3 separate regions of the Mus musculus genome follow, and all the other regions are linked to region 2. Evidence: chromatin contacts called from public Hi-C data. All regions are on one chromosome and are shown on one strand. The core of a region is the stretch at or near the end of the contact, and the rest is flanking DNA. Distances in the headings are between cores, read along the strand shown.

Region 1 (3,884 bases), core at 1,150-3,649, 71 kb before region 2:
GATGCCCTCTTCTGCTGTGTCTGAAGACAGCTACAGTGTACTTATATATAACTAAGTCTTTAAAAAAAAAAAAAAGAGTATCTAAGAGGTTGGTTGACTGGCTGGTTTTGTTTGGGAATGATTTTTTAGACAGGGTCACAATATGTAGACTAGGCTGGCCTGGAACTAAGAGATTTGCCTGTCTCTGCTTCCCCCTTGTAACTTACCACAGTTCCATAATGTAGGTACTACTGTTATCCCATTTACAGATGAGAAGCTAAGCAGGAAAGTAAAATTCTTCTGAGATTTTACAGTAAGTGGTAGACCCAAGTTGGAGGGGTCAAGCAAGACCTGAATCCAAGTAACATAACTGTATGTAAGGAACAAGATAAGGAAACAATACAATGGATGAATGTAACCATGGAAACCAAACCTAGAGTGAGTTGCGGTGGCCAGACAGGAGTATTTAAGCTACACTTAACCAATAATAATTAAAGCATTCACACATTACTCCATTGGAAGTTCACCTTACTTCAACTTTATCATACTCATGCACACACTCTAGGCTTGGTTTCCATGGCTACATTCATCCATGGTATCATTTCTTTATCTTGTTCCTTACACTGTAGGAACCATAGCCCTCGTAGGCAGAAAAGGCTTTCTAACAGGTTTTATGGTCATGGACTGGAACCCTAGAGATCACTAAGTATAAGTGCTTAAAGACATGACTCAATAGTTGTGGCCCTAAAAGTGGTCCCAGCACTAACATGTGGCTATAACTGCCTGTAACTCCAGTTCTAGAGGATCCAGGCCTTCTTCTGAGCTCTACACACCAAGCACACAAAACTACACTTACATGTGGGCAAAACACTTACGCACATAAATTAAAACAAGTTAAAAATAAATAAGAAACAGTCCCTGGTACTACATTCCCACCAAAAATAAGAGCTAGCCTCTGCCTAGGTAACTTTAATTCACCAGCTACCATAATCTTTTCCAGGGTAGCAATCTGGCTGAGTTCTATCTCGAACACTGCCAAAATTCAAAACAAAACAAAAAATGCAAAAATCATCTCTCCTCTATCTCATGAAGGCAAAAAATAAAATTGTTAAGTACCATACCAACAACATTATTTCTTAAGCTTTGCCATCAAATCTACTGTGTCCCATTGGATCTGTGACAGTTTTGTTTGGTGATAGTTTTTTGAGTCTTTCACTATGCAGTCCTAGCTAAACTGAAATTTGGTATGTAGATTAGGCTAGCCTTTAACTCAAAGATCTGTCTGACTTGGTCTCCCAAATGCAAAAATTGAAGGCAAGCACATGCTAGGCAAGTTCTGTAGGTTTAACTAGTGTTGATTCAATGATACTCTTTATTCTAAAATAAGTTAGTCCACGGTACAATGCAAATAGTCATCCAGTAGAACCAGGATAGGCTTTATAAAAGGCAAACTTACCTGTAAATACAATTTTACCTTTTAATCTCTTCCACAAGGTATTCACGCCTCTAATTCTATGAAAATCAAGAAACAAGAAAGCAAGAGTTAAGGTCTAGTACATTTCCCTTACAGTGTCATTGAGACCATACTAAGTTTACTGAATTTATTTCAATTGTGCTAAAAACAAAACTACTGAATTAGGCTACTCTCAAAATATTCCCTGCCACTAGAATTCAAGCGGGCTTCTCCAAGTCCACTACTGCCCTTTAATACCAAAGCAAAAATACTTCTTTAGTAATTTTAGTGGACTGATAAAAGAGAACCTGATGGGGGCTGAGTGGAGCAATAACTAAGACCTTAGTATATCTGAATGGTAACAAGAAACAAACTTAAGATTCCCCTTAACTGTAACACACCCAGCAGACAATTTAAATCCCCACGCAAGTTCTGTAGTTGGCCTACTGAAATGCAAGCCAGCTCACCCACTTTACCTGTTTTTCCATTTTTCTAGGAAGGCACTCTTAAGTACCACAAATGCAAACAGATTCCAAGATGCTGCGGGCCGCGGCGCTCACACAGGCCTGGGCGCTCGAAGGCGGAGCGCAAGGCAATTCCGCTGGGTCGCAGGGGGGCCAAGGAGCGGAAGACCGAGACAGAAAGAAACCGAAAAACAAAACAAAGCTCTGCTTCTCCTTCCGAAACCGGAAGGGACGCTTAGCTGCAACAAGCCCGCCTGCTTCTCGGGCCAACAACCTCAGACCGCGCCCGCCCGGCGCGCAGCGACCCCGCGGTACAGCGAGGACCCGGGCGGCGCCCCTCCGCCGGGACAGAGGTGGCGAAAACCCAGCCCCGAGCCCAGGGGGCCGAACAAAAGCCCGATCCGAAGCAGACCTGCCGCCCGGCGGGTGCTTACACGCCAATAGCAAGGGACGAGGCCTCTGCCAAGCGCAGAGCGCGCAGAGGTTTGGTGGCAGCCTTCGTTGGGGCGGGTCCAGCTGGGTCCCCACTCCGCCCCCGAGCGCTTGCACCAGGGCCGCGGTCCTAGTGCCGGGCAGGTGTGCCTTCTACAGTCTGAGGGGAGAAAAAAGCTCAGCCTTGCACCTAGAATTTATATGAGAATCACCTGAGGGTGTAAGACCCCCAGGCCTTACAATCATATTATGATGGGTCAGCAAATCAGCAGAATATTTTTAAACTCATTGGTCAGCTACCAATGTCGCGGGGGAATTCTGGCAGCAAGGTCAGAGCAATTTGTGGTTTTTCTTGGAATTTAGTGCGAGGCGGGACAGGAGAACTGTTATTATTTGTTATAGTTATTTCTCCGAGAACTGCTAATCTTGTTTTCGCAGCTTTAGACTTGGTCTGGTCATTTTGACTGCTAAAACTATATTTCTACAAGGGCTTCTGGAGTGAAACGTCAAGGGCCAGTGGAAATATATTGTTGGGGTTCAGGAATCGCCACACAAACTGAAAAGAGTGAATTGGCCTGATGGAATTGGGCTCCTGAGTGCAGGAATTTGTTCAATAAATGCTGTTTGCTGTTGCATAGTATTTGAGTCTGGGATATCATTCTTCAGAGATTCATGTTCATATACTAACAAAAGTATATGAACAGTGATCCAGTTAAGCAACTTACTGAACACTTACCCTATTAATAAACCTTCAGGACTGCAAAAAGAACTCAGAAACATAATTATATTCCTAGTCTGCTCTCAGGGTAGGCTTTTTATAGGGAAAATAACAAAACATTTAATGGGCAAGAAGGGAAGCAGTAGGCTTACTAGGCAAAGTATTATCAGCTAACTTTTAAGCTGATTGGTCCTAGGTAAGGAATGGAGGTGTAAGACCTCCGAGGCTTTACCCTGGGTGCGCAAGCCCAAAAACACAACTTGACAACAGATCGCTGCAATGGCAAGAGGTTTATTGTTCTGACACGTCGCAGGGAGGGTCAACCCCAGAGCTCAGAAAGCATAGTTCCTTTATACATTTTGTGGAGGGTTGGACAGCCATATTATGATGGGTCAGCAAAGCAGCAGTATATTTTAAAACTCATTGGTCAGCTACTAATGTTTCAGGGAATTCTGGCAAGAAGGTCAGTTTGTGTTTTTTCTCGGAATTTAGTGCGAGGTGGGGCAGGAGACTTTTTCCGAGAACTGTTATTTTTCTGAGAACTGCTAATCTTGTTTTGGCAGCTGTAGACTTGGTCGGTTCATTTTGACCCCTAAAACTATGATTTCTACAGAGGGTGGTACATGGGTGGTGAACATGAAGGACCCTAAGGGCTTTTGCCAGTCTTACACTCCCTCTCCCCACTTCTGCTTCTCCCTCCCACCTGAGGTCAAGACCAAGTCAAATTCCATTCTCCACCCACAGGAACTTTCTTGAGTAAACAATTCTCAGAAAAACCACAGAATGTACTGACTGATAGTCACCTGACCCTCTGGAAAGTCCCAGATAGAGTTCAAAT
Region 2 (4,031 bases), core at 391-2,890:
TCTTTTCCTCCTATTTAGTGATGGGGTGAAACTGGAGGGGATAGAACATAGGAAAAGAACCCACAAAGTAGCAAAGTCCAGCTATAGTAAAGCTGAGGTGAAACTGACTCTAACTGAGGTTGGTCCCATACTTGAACCAGTCTTCCTGCCTCAGCCCCTTCAATCACTGACATGTGCTACCACATTTCTCTTTTAGATAGAACATTGAAAGGACAACATAAACCCCATATGTCTCCAATTTAAGAACCAGGCTTCATTTAAAAAAGAAAGTCATAAGGTACCAGTTCCAGGAACAGACAGCAAATCCAGGAACAAGATCTTAAAACCCTCTCCCAAGTAATAACCTGGAGATAAAACAAGAATGGAAAAAGATCTTATCTCAGGATGGGTTATCTGTGCTAGGCAGCCCTATCTTATACTCTGGTTAAACATTCAAGACATAGGAATGCAGACCTATGGCACAAGCCAATCAGAATCTGACCCCTCTGATCCCCTAGCAACCCACCAATCAAAGTTTAGACTACCTAATCCTTCTAGAAATTTCCCCAAATGCCCTTTAAAAAGGCCTGCACACTTTTGTCCAGCGTCACCACTTTGAAGAACAGTTGACCCCCCAAATGCTGGTTGTTTCTGCAGAATAAATGTTCTTTGTCTTTTCATACTATCTGAGTCTGGGTCTTCCTTCGGTCTTTTTCAGACCCTTAACAGCATCTTGTGTGCAAAAATCCTTCCTTGTACTTGTTGAGCTAATGGGTTAACATCATCACCTTGTATAAATGTCCTGACCTCATTTGATGTGGCCTTATAAGGTTGAGATGCTAAAAAGCACAAGGCAGTGTGGGAGAAATATTGTCTACTTATACTTTCAGTAAAAGAAATTTGAAAGGTGTTTCATATGAAAAGTCTTTGGTGAGCCCAAACTGAGCATTTAATATTTCCAATACCAGCAGTCTGGGTAGGAGTGAAGTGCTGAGATTGAAGGATCTCAAATTTCAGATTAGTGTGAAGTGTACATACCAAGACCCTGTCTCAAACACACCAAGTGCTGGAGGTGCAGCTCAGTGGTACAGTGCTTATATACTATACACTAGGACCTGAATTTGATTCTCTATTACTAGATAAAAGGACAAAGAGAAGTGTGATATGTGTTTTGAAATCCAGTTGTGGTTCCATTTCCTTCTTCCCTCTCAGGATGTCCAGATTCTACTGTACACCAAGCTGGCAGGATGAAGCAGAGTCCAGAATGGATGGAGCTCTGCAGGATCCTGGCCCTGCTGAAAGAGAGTACCTGGGGCAAGAGGGTGGTGGGGAAAAGGTCTTCCCAGAGGATGTTAGTGTTTCAAGGATCATAATGTTTACAGCTCTTATAGACAAAGGCCATCTCCAACCATCTTCAATGAAACAGCACTCTGAGATGATCTTAGATTGTGCATATTTTTATTGGTGTGGGCTTGTATGTATACACTTTATTCGGGGTAAATCTGATATATATGGACCTTGGACAGTAGGAAGGAGTTTTCAGGGTAAATAAAAATCATTGTCTAGAGTTTTAAAATTCTGTGAATGCCTCATTTGCATGGAAAGGCATTCCGGGAATCTCAAGTGCTTCCTGAACAAGTTCTTATCAGGAGGAAGGAAGCCAAAGCTCAGTTTAATCTCACCAAAGCTATGTGACATTCCACAGGTAGAGGTATAGGGGTTTTGGGCTCCCCAGACAAAGTCAGAGAAGGAGAAACCCTGCTGGTAAAGGGAGTCCCCCATTTTGCTGCAAGCTCAGAAGGCTATCTGGACAATGGTGGAAACCTTAATTACCAAGGCTGGAAAAAGGAGAATGTGGAAAGGGAAGAATTGATTTTGTGTGTGTGTTAGCTAGGCAAACCATTTTGTTACTTAGTCTTCTGACCTATATAATGTTACTAAAACTAATTGTCTTGGGTGTGGTGTCAAACACCTATAATCTCAGCCCTGAAGAAGCAGAAGTTATGTTATTCTCAGTTACACAGTAACTGAGAATGGAAATGAGGACTTGACCACCTCAAGGTATGGTTAGGGAAAGATTTTTATCGAATATATGAGGTAGTACAGCCACAGGCATTTGAAAAAGTCCAAAACAGGGAAAGAAAGTAGTAGACTGAACAGGGCTAAGAGAGGGAAAGGGGTGGAGCATCGGGAGGGGAAGAAAAGCAGGAGGAAGAAAGGGCCAAGAGGACCAAGAGTGACTGGCCAAAATGGCTGGTTTTAATAGGAAAGAGTAACTGGAGGAAGAAAGGCAAAGCCTCTGTGTAATTTTACATTTTTTCAAAACCTATTTTTAATGATGGTTCTTAAACATTTTTATCTCCCTTGTACCCCACCACCCACCAGAGTTAGTGGAAAAGAAAGCATATGGAGGAAGATGACTTGTTTAGAAAGGTTCATCAGAGCAACTCCTATCTGTGTTTTATGGAAATTTGAAGTTCAGTTCACAGGTTAGCAGTGGCAACTCATAAAACAGCAGTCCAGTTCAGTAGAGTCAGGAGGGCAAACAAGACTCAGCAGCCATGTGGCAGGACCTAACAGAAGTGTGGCAGAACCTAGCAGAGACAGCCAGGCCTCAGTCTCGGTGCAAGTCAGCCAGAGGGACCCAGAGTAACTCCAGGAGGATCAGCAAAGACTCAAGACCCACAAGTGTTGCACAGTTAACTGTACCAACAAGCCTAGCTCAGTCCCCGTCACTGTCCCTTGAGCCTTTTTATACTCTTTCCAAATATCATAAGTCCTCCATGGGTCTTGCTTCACCATGTGTCTCGCCTCAACATGAGTCTTGTCTCAGCTGACATCACTCTGCCAATCAGCCTGAGTTTGAACACTACCAGAAGCTTTTTGATATATTTCTCTCTATGGAGTCTCAACAAATGTAGCTGGACTATACAATAAGCCAGACCAATACATGCATACTGTTAGCAAAGAATTCTTCCTCATGTGTCTTTTCATGTGCTTGCTTTAACAGAATATCCTCTCTCCTGCGTCTGCTTCAGTGAAACTTTCCTATTTATGTTGGCCTTTCACACCTGTGTCCACTTTAACGACACATTCCTTCATGTGTGCAAAACACCATCCAAATGACTTTCCAAAGAACCCTTAAGTTTCCACTTCACCTCTGGGCTGGAGAGGTTTAGGGTACTGGGCAGAGTGATAAATTCTGAAGAGCCAGGAGCAGCATAGACTATAAAACCAGTACTTGTGACACTGAAAGAGCCTGAGGCAATCATGCACTTATGCTAAGTATGCTAATAGGCACTACAGTTAGCCATTCCTGAGTTTGTCCAGGACCTGACACCTAGGAAGCAGCAGAGCCAGTCTGGGATACATAACAGCATATTTTTTAAAAAAAGTAAAATAAAGTAATAAGTAAATAATTTGGGCTAAGCGTTTCCCATCTATAATATCACCGTTTGAGAAATCAGTATAATTTATTGGAAATGTGCCAGGAAAGGGCTGGACAATGATCAAATGAAATCAGTTAAATGAACTGAATGGTGTTAGCATTTTAATCATAATTTATTGAATTCTTTCTTTCTTCTTTCTATTTTATTTATATATTATTTTTTATTATTATACATTAGTACACTGTAGCTGTCTTCAGATGCACCAGAAGAGAGTGTCAGATCTCATTATGGATGGTTGTAAGCCACCATGTGGTTGCTGGGATTTGAACTCAGGACCTTTGGAAGAGCAGTCAGTGCTCTTAACCGCTGAGCCATCTCACCAGCCCTTATTTATATATTCTTTTGTCTTTGGAGATAGGGTTTCTCTGCTTAGCCTTTACTATCCTAAAATGCACTCTCTAGACCAGGCTGGCCTCAAACTCAAAGAGATCTGCCTGCCTCTGCTGCTCGCACTGGGATTACATTTCTGTGCTACCACCACCTGACATTTAAATTTTATTTCTAATGAGAGGGCCAAGTTAGACTGACTCTATGACAGACTGCAAGATGCTAGGTCAGGAGACTAGGCCTGAGTTTCTGTTTCCCAAAACTGGACAAATCAAT
Region 3 (3,825 bases), core at 567-3,066, 97 kb after region 2:
GTTAAAGAGCACCTGATGCTCTTGCAGTGGACCCAGGTTCGGTTCCTAGCATCCACACGCAGCTCACAATCATAACTTCAGTTCCAGGGGATCTGGTGCCCTCCTCTGGCTTTTTTCAGGCAGCAGACACACACACACACCACACACAGTGTGTTTATACACATGCAGGCAAAGCATATCCATCAAATAAAATATAGACTTATACCATAGCCCAGGCTGCAATGGAATTCACTATGTAGACCAAACAGACATCAAATTTGTAGTGTTCCTCCTCCCTCCAAGGTTTATTGTTGCTTGGGTCAGATCCAGGGCTTCATGCATTCAAGGCAAGCACTCTACCATATGAGCTTTAAGGTTTACAGCAGAGTAATATGGGAATTACTGTGTATTAGGATACCATGTCTTCCCAGCACTGGCAGTTTGGTTATGAAGTTATAAAGCCAATCTAGGTAGGTACTCAAATTATGTTACTGGAATGACATCAGGCTGGGCACAATAGTAAACTCCTGGCCTTTAATCTGAGCACTTGGGAGGCAGAGGCAGGCAGATCTCCATGGAAAAAGGAAACAATGATAAGAATTCAAGTCAGCCCTGTCTGTGTACTCGGTAATACCTGATTGAACTGGCATTACTGTCTAAAGGTTCTTGATTGGATTCAGTTTTCTCTGCCAAGAGTTTAAAAACTTCTGAGCTCAACAGGTAGCAGTGGAGAAATATCAAAACCTGAAGACAGAAGCAGACAGAATCAGATGTTGAAGAAATGCTTTTATTGGGGTAAAGAAACACACACATGCAGCAAACGCAGAGAAAAAGCCCCTCCTCGGCAAAGCAGAGGGTAGCTGAAAATAGTCCCTTCTTGAGAATTGGGGGGACGGGTTGTTTTTGATTTTGAAGTCTCTGAAGAGGTTTCCTCCCCTAATTTAGTGTGAGTCACTTTGAAGAATGAGAAAATGGTTGAAAAACTGCCCTGATCTGGCTTTGAACTTTTTGAACCAGGCCATCAGCATGGGAAGGAGAAAAAGCTACAAGGCTTTTTAAATTGCCAGGCTTTTTTTTTTTTGGTCTTGGGTCAGGTGGGTGAGGAAAAGCCAACCATCTTTAAAGTTTTCCACCTTTATTACCCATCCATGGCCCCTCTTCCTATCTGCCCACTGTAGGACTGCCTCCCTGTACTACTACTTTACAAAAAGACAGACAGACAGACCGGATGGATGGATGAACGAATAAACGAACCGAACCAACCAACTAACCAACCGCCTAGAAAGAAGGCTCGGGTATTAAGAGAGCTGCTTTTCTTCTACAGGTCCACAGATTCCAATGTCTTAGCTTCTGGAGACACATTCTGGCCTCCACAGGCGCACGTGCACACACAGATAAAGTACGTAAACAAGCAAACAGTGCAGGGCATTTCTCTAATTTCATTACTTGGGAAGCTAAGTAAGGCAGGGCTGCCTCTAACTCGAAACAGTCTAGGCTACATTGCAGCCCAGAGACTACAACCTGAGACTCTGTGCCAAGCAAACAAAAAGGTTAAACTCCAAACAATGTTGTGACCACGTTACTTTCCTCCAAAACAAAGGACAGGAGTCTACTTTAAAGGGTAGTGCAGTCCTTGTGGCCTTACCTGACTTTATTCGATCAGCAAGTGGAACTCGCCCTTCACGTGCAGGAGAAAAAAAAAAACAAGTACGGTAGGTCTCCTTTTTCGGGAGAGGAAGACTGAGCCCGTGGCTCTAACTACACAGCGTAGTGGGTACGTGAAGGCGGCGAAATTTGGAACCAATGAGACGCGGAACGCGGGGCCGCCCGGACCGAAGGGCTTACGCACCGGCTCCGCCCTCTTTCGAACTGTGTTTTGTTTTGGATGTCCCTCGGTTCCCAAGGCAACTGGGAACGCCGAAGCCCTAACCTGGCGACTCCTCAGGTCAGACCCTATAGACCTGAATGAAGCGCAATTGCACAACTCGTGTGAGCCATGTCTGCGAATTCTGATTTCTAAAACCTCTTGCTGGACTTATGCTGCTAGCACTGTATGCCAAGCATACTGTTAAGAGTATGAACCTGGAGTGGCAAGTAAAGTTTTATGACATTCAGTTGCGGTGTGTCATAATTATAAAGTCACACGTAAGACTGTTTTCAGCCTGTAGGTTCAGGATCTATTATATCCAACTTTCTAATGACTAAATTTTCCACTGGCCCCTCAACTCAAGACTTCAAAATTAACCCATTTCACCTTCATTACCGAAAATCTGCTATGATGTACAAGAAAGAAAAACATCCCAAACTAAGAAAATGGCAAACCATGTTGCTGTATCTAAATTTACAAATTGAAAAATGTTCTTCAGATGCCTGGTCAAAATCTGATTTGGGGCTTGGGGATGTAACTCAGTTATTATGAATGTTTATATAGCATGAGACCCTGGGATCCATCTCTAATTCTAGCACTTAGGAGAGGATGGTTCAAGGTCATACTCAGCAAGTTAGAAGTTAGCCTGGGATAGATGAGACACGGTCTCAAAAGGAAAGGGAAAGGGAAAAAGGGAAAGGGAAAGGGAAAAGGGAGGGAAGGAGAGGAGAAGGGAGGGGAGGGAAGGGAAGGGAAACAAAACCTGGACTCTATCTAGGTGGCTCAATGAGTAGAGGCCCACTGCCAAGCCTAACAACCTGAGTTTCTCAGGACCTACATGGTAGAAGGAAAGAAGAACTGTCCTCTGACTATCACCCCCAACACACACACACACACACACCAGAATACATACATGTAATACAAACTTTAGAAATCTGTATTTAGCGGCCAGAGAAATGCTCAGTGGTTGAACATGTATAGTGCTTGCCTAGGATCTGAGTTCTCTTCTCAGACCCATATAGGGTGGTTCACAATTCCTGTGATCCCAGCTCCAGGAGATCTGATATCTCTGGCCTACTTGGGTACTTCGTACTCATGTACGAAGACATACCCAGACACACATAATTAAAAATGAAAAATTTAAAGTTCCAGATGTAGTGACATGTGCTTCAAATCCCAGAATTTAGCCAGTATAGGTAGGTGAAGCTCTGTAAGATAAGGGCCAACCTGATCTACATAGCAAGTCCCAGACCTAGTGAGATCCTATCTCAAAAATGGGGGGTTGGGAGGGTTGGAGGAATTTTTAAAAATCGGAGACTGGCAGTGGTGGCATATGCCTTTAACCCCTCAGGAGGCAGAGGCAGGTAGATCTCTGTGAGTTCAAAGTCAGCCTGGTCTATAGTGCCAGTTCCAGAACAGTCAAGGCTAGACCAAGAAACCTTGCCTTAGACAGACAGACAGACAGACAGACAGATAGATAGATAGATAGATGATAGATAGATCTGTACTTATAACTTACCCTCTCATCCTGTCCTTTCATGATAGATATATAGTTCTACCAGAGCTAAACCTTTAGTCCAGGGCCCTGTGCTTTCCTTTTAATGATTTCCCAGCTGTTCATAACTAAAATCTCTAAGAGCCTGTAAGGAGAACACCACCATTATACCAAGTAACAGCCCCAAATGTATTATCCTTTGCCTCGAATGAATGGTATGCTCCTTTCTGATAATGGGAGGACTGTTGCATTGACCAATCATATTTTGACACAAGGGATTAAATGAGGAGGTTAACACTGATGACTAGGCCTTATCCAGGTCACCTGATTTCAGGGTCATTGAGTCAGCCTTTGCAGCCAGGTCACCTCCTGGACTCTGACCTGAAATTTAGGGTGACAGAGGAATAAAGAAGTGGGCAAGCAGCATGTAGTCAATTAAGTCAAGACAGGCAGCACACTTATGACTTGTGTGCCTCAGTTTAGA

The links. A called contact is a pair of places that touch in the nucleus more often than the background predicts.
Region 1: a contact with region 2 is called in a Hi-C map of the G1E-ER4 cell line, with 3 times the contacts expected there. The contact joins the promoter of Resf1 here to the enhancer-like site in region 2. A contact is called at or near these places in 3 of 39 promoter capture datasets (the HPC-7 cell line and liver), 6 of 484 Hi-C or Micro-C datasets (the G1E-ER4 cell line, the HL-1 cell line, bone marrow-derived macrophages and 3 more), 7 of 115 datasets of contacts at active chromatin or transcription factors (the 230-238 cell line, the SCID.adh cell line, bone marrow-derived macrophages and 3 more) and 2 of 9 other capture datasets (adipose tissue and pancreatic islet).
Region 3: a contact with region 2 is called in a Hi-C map of the G1E-ER4 cell line, with 2.6 times the contacts expected there. The contact joins the promoter of Etfbkmt here to the enhancer-like site in region 2. A contact is called at or near these places in 1 of 39 promoter capture datasets (macrophages), 12 of 484 Hi-C or Micro-C datasets (the G1E-ER4 cell line, the HL-1 cell line, the STO cell line and 2 more), 7 of 115 datasets of contacts at active chromatin or transcription factors (embryonic stem cells, extraembryonic endoderm stem cells, fetal liver and 4 more) and 2 of 9 other capture datasets (adipose tissue and pancreatic islet).

Annotation. Positions count from the first base shown.
Region 1 is chr6:149,307,929-149,311,812 of GRCm38.p6, reverse strand. It overlaps Resf1 (retroelement silencing factor 1), which reads right to left and starts at 2,399. Exons shown (of 5, transcript NM_026054.3): 1 at 1,909-2,399; 2 at 1,436-1,491.
Region 2 is chr6:149,236,145-149,240,175 of GRCm38.p6, reverse strand. No RefSeq gene overlaps it. Among named protein-coding and RNA genes, the nearest start is that of Amn1, 49 kb to the right of the region's middle. Within about 2 kb of position 1,640, at least 13 of the 459 cell types and tissues checked have an H3K27ac peak or open chromatin away from gene starts, as enhancers often do. A contact at or near this core is called in the G1E-ER4 cell line, extraembryonic endoderm stem cells and trophoblast stem cells, where this site is marked.
Region 3 is chr6:149,139,504-149,143,328 of GRCm38.p6, reverse strand. Etfbkmt (electron transfer flavoprotein beta subunit lysine methyltransferase) reads right to left here and starts at 1,816. Exons shown (of 5, transcript NM_001252095.1): 1 at 1,625-1,816; 2 at 614-723.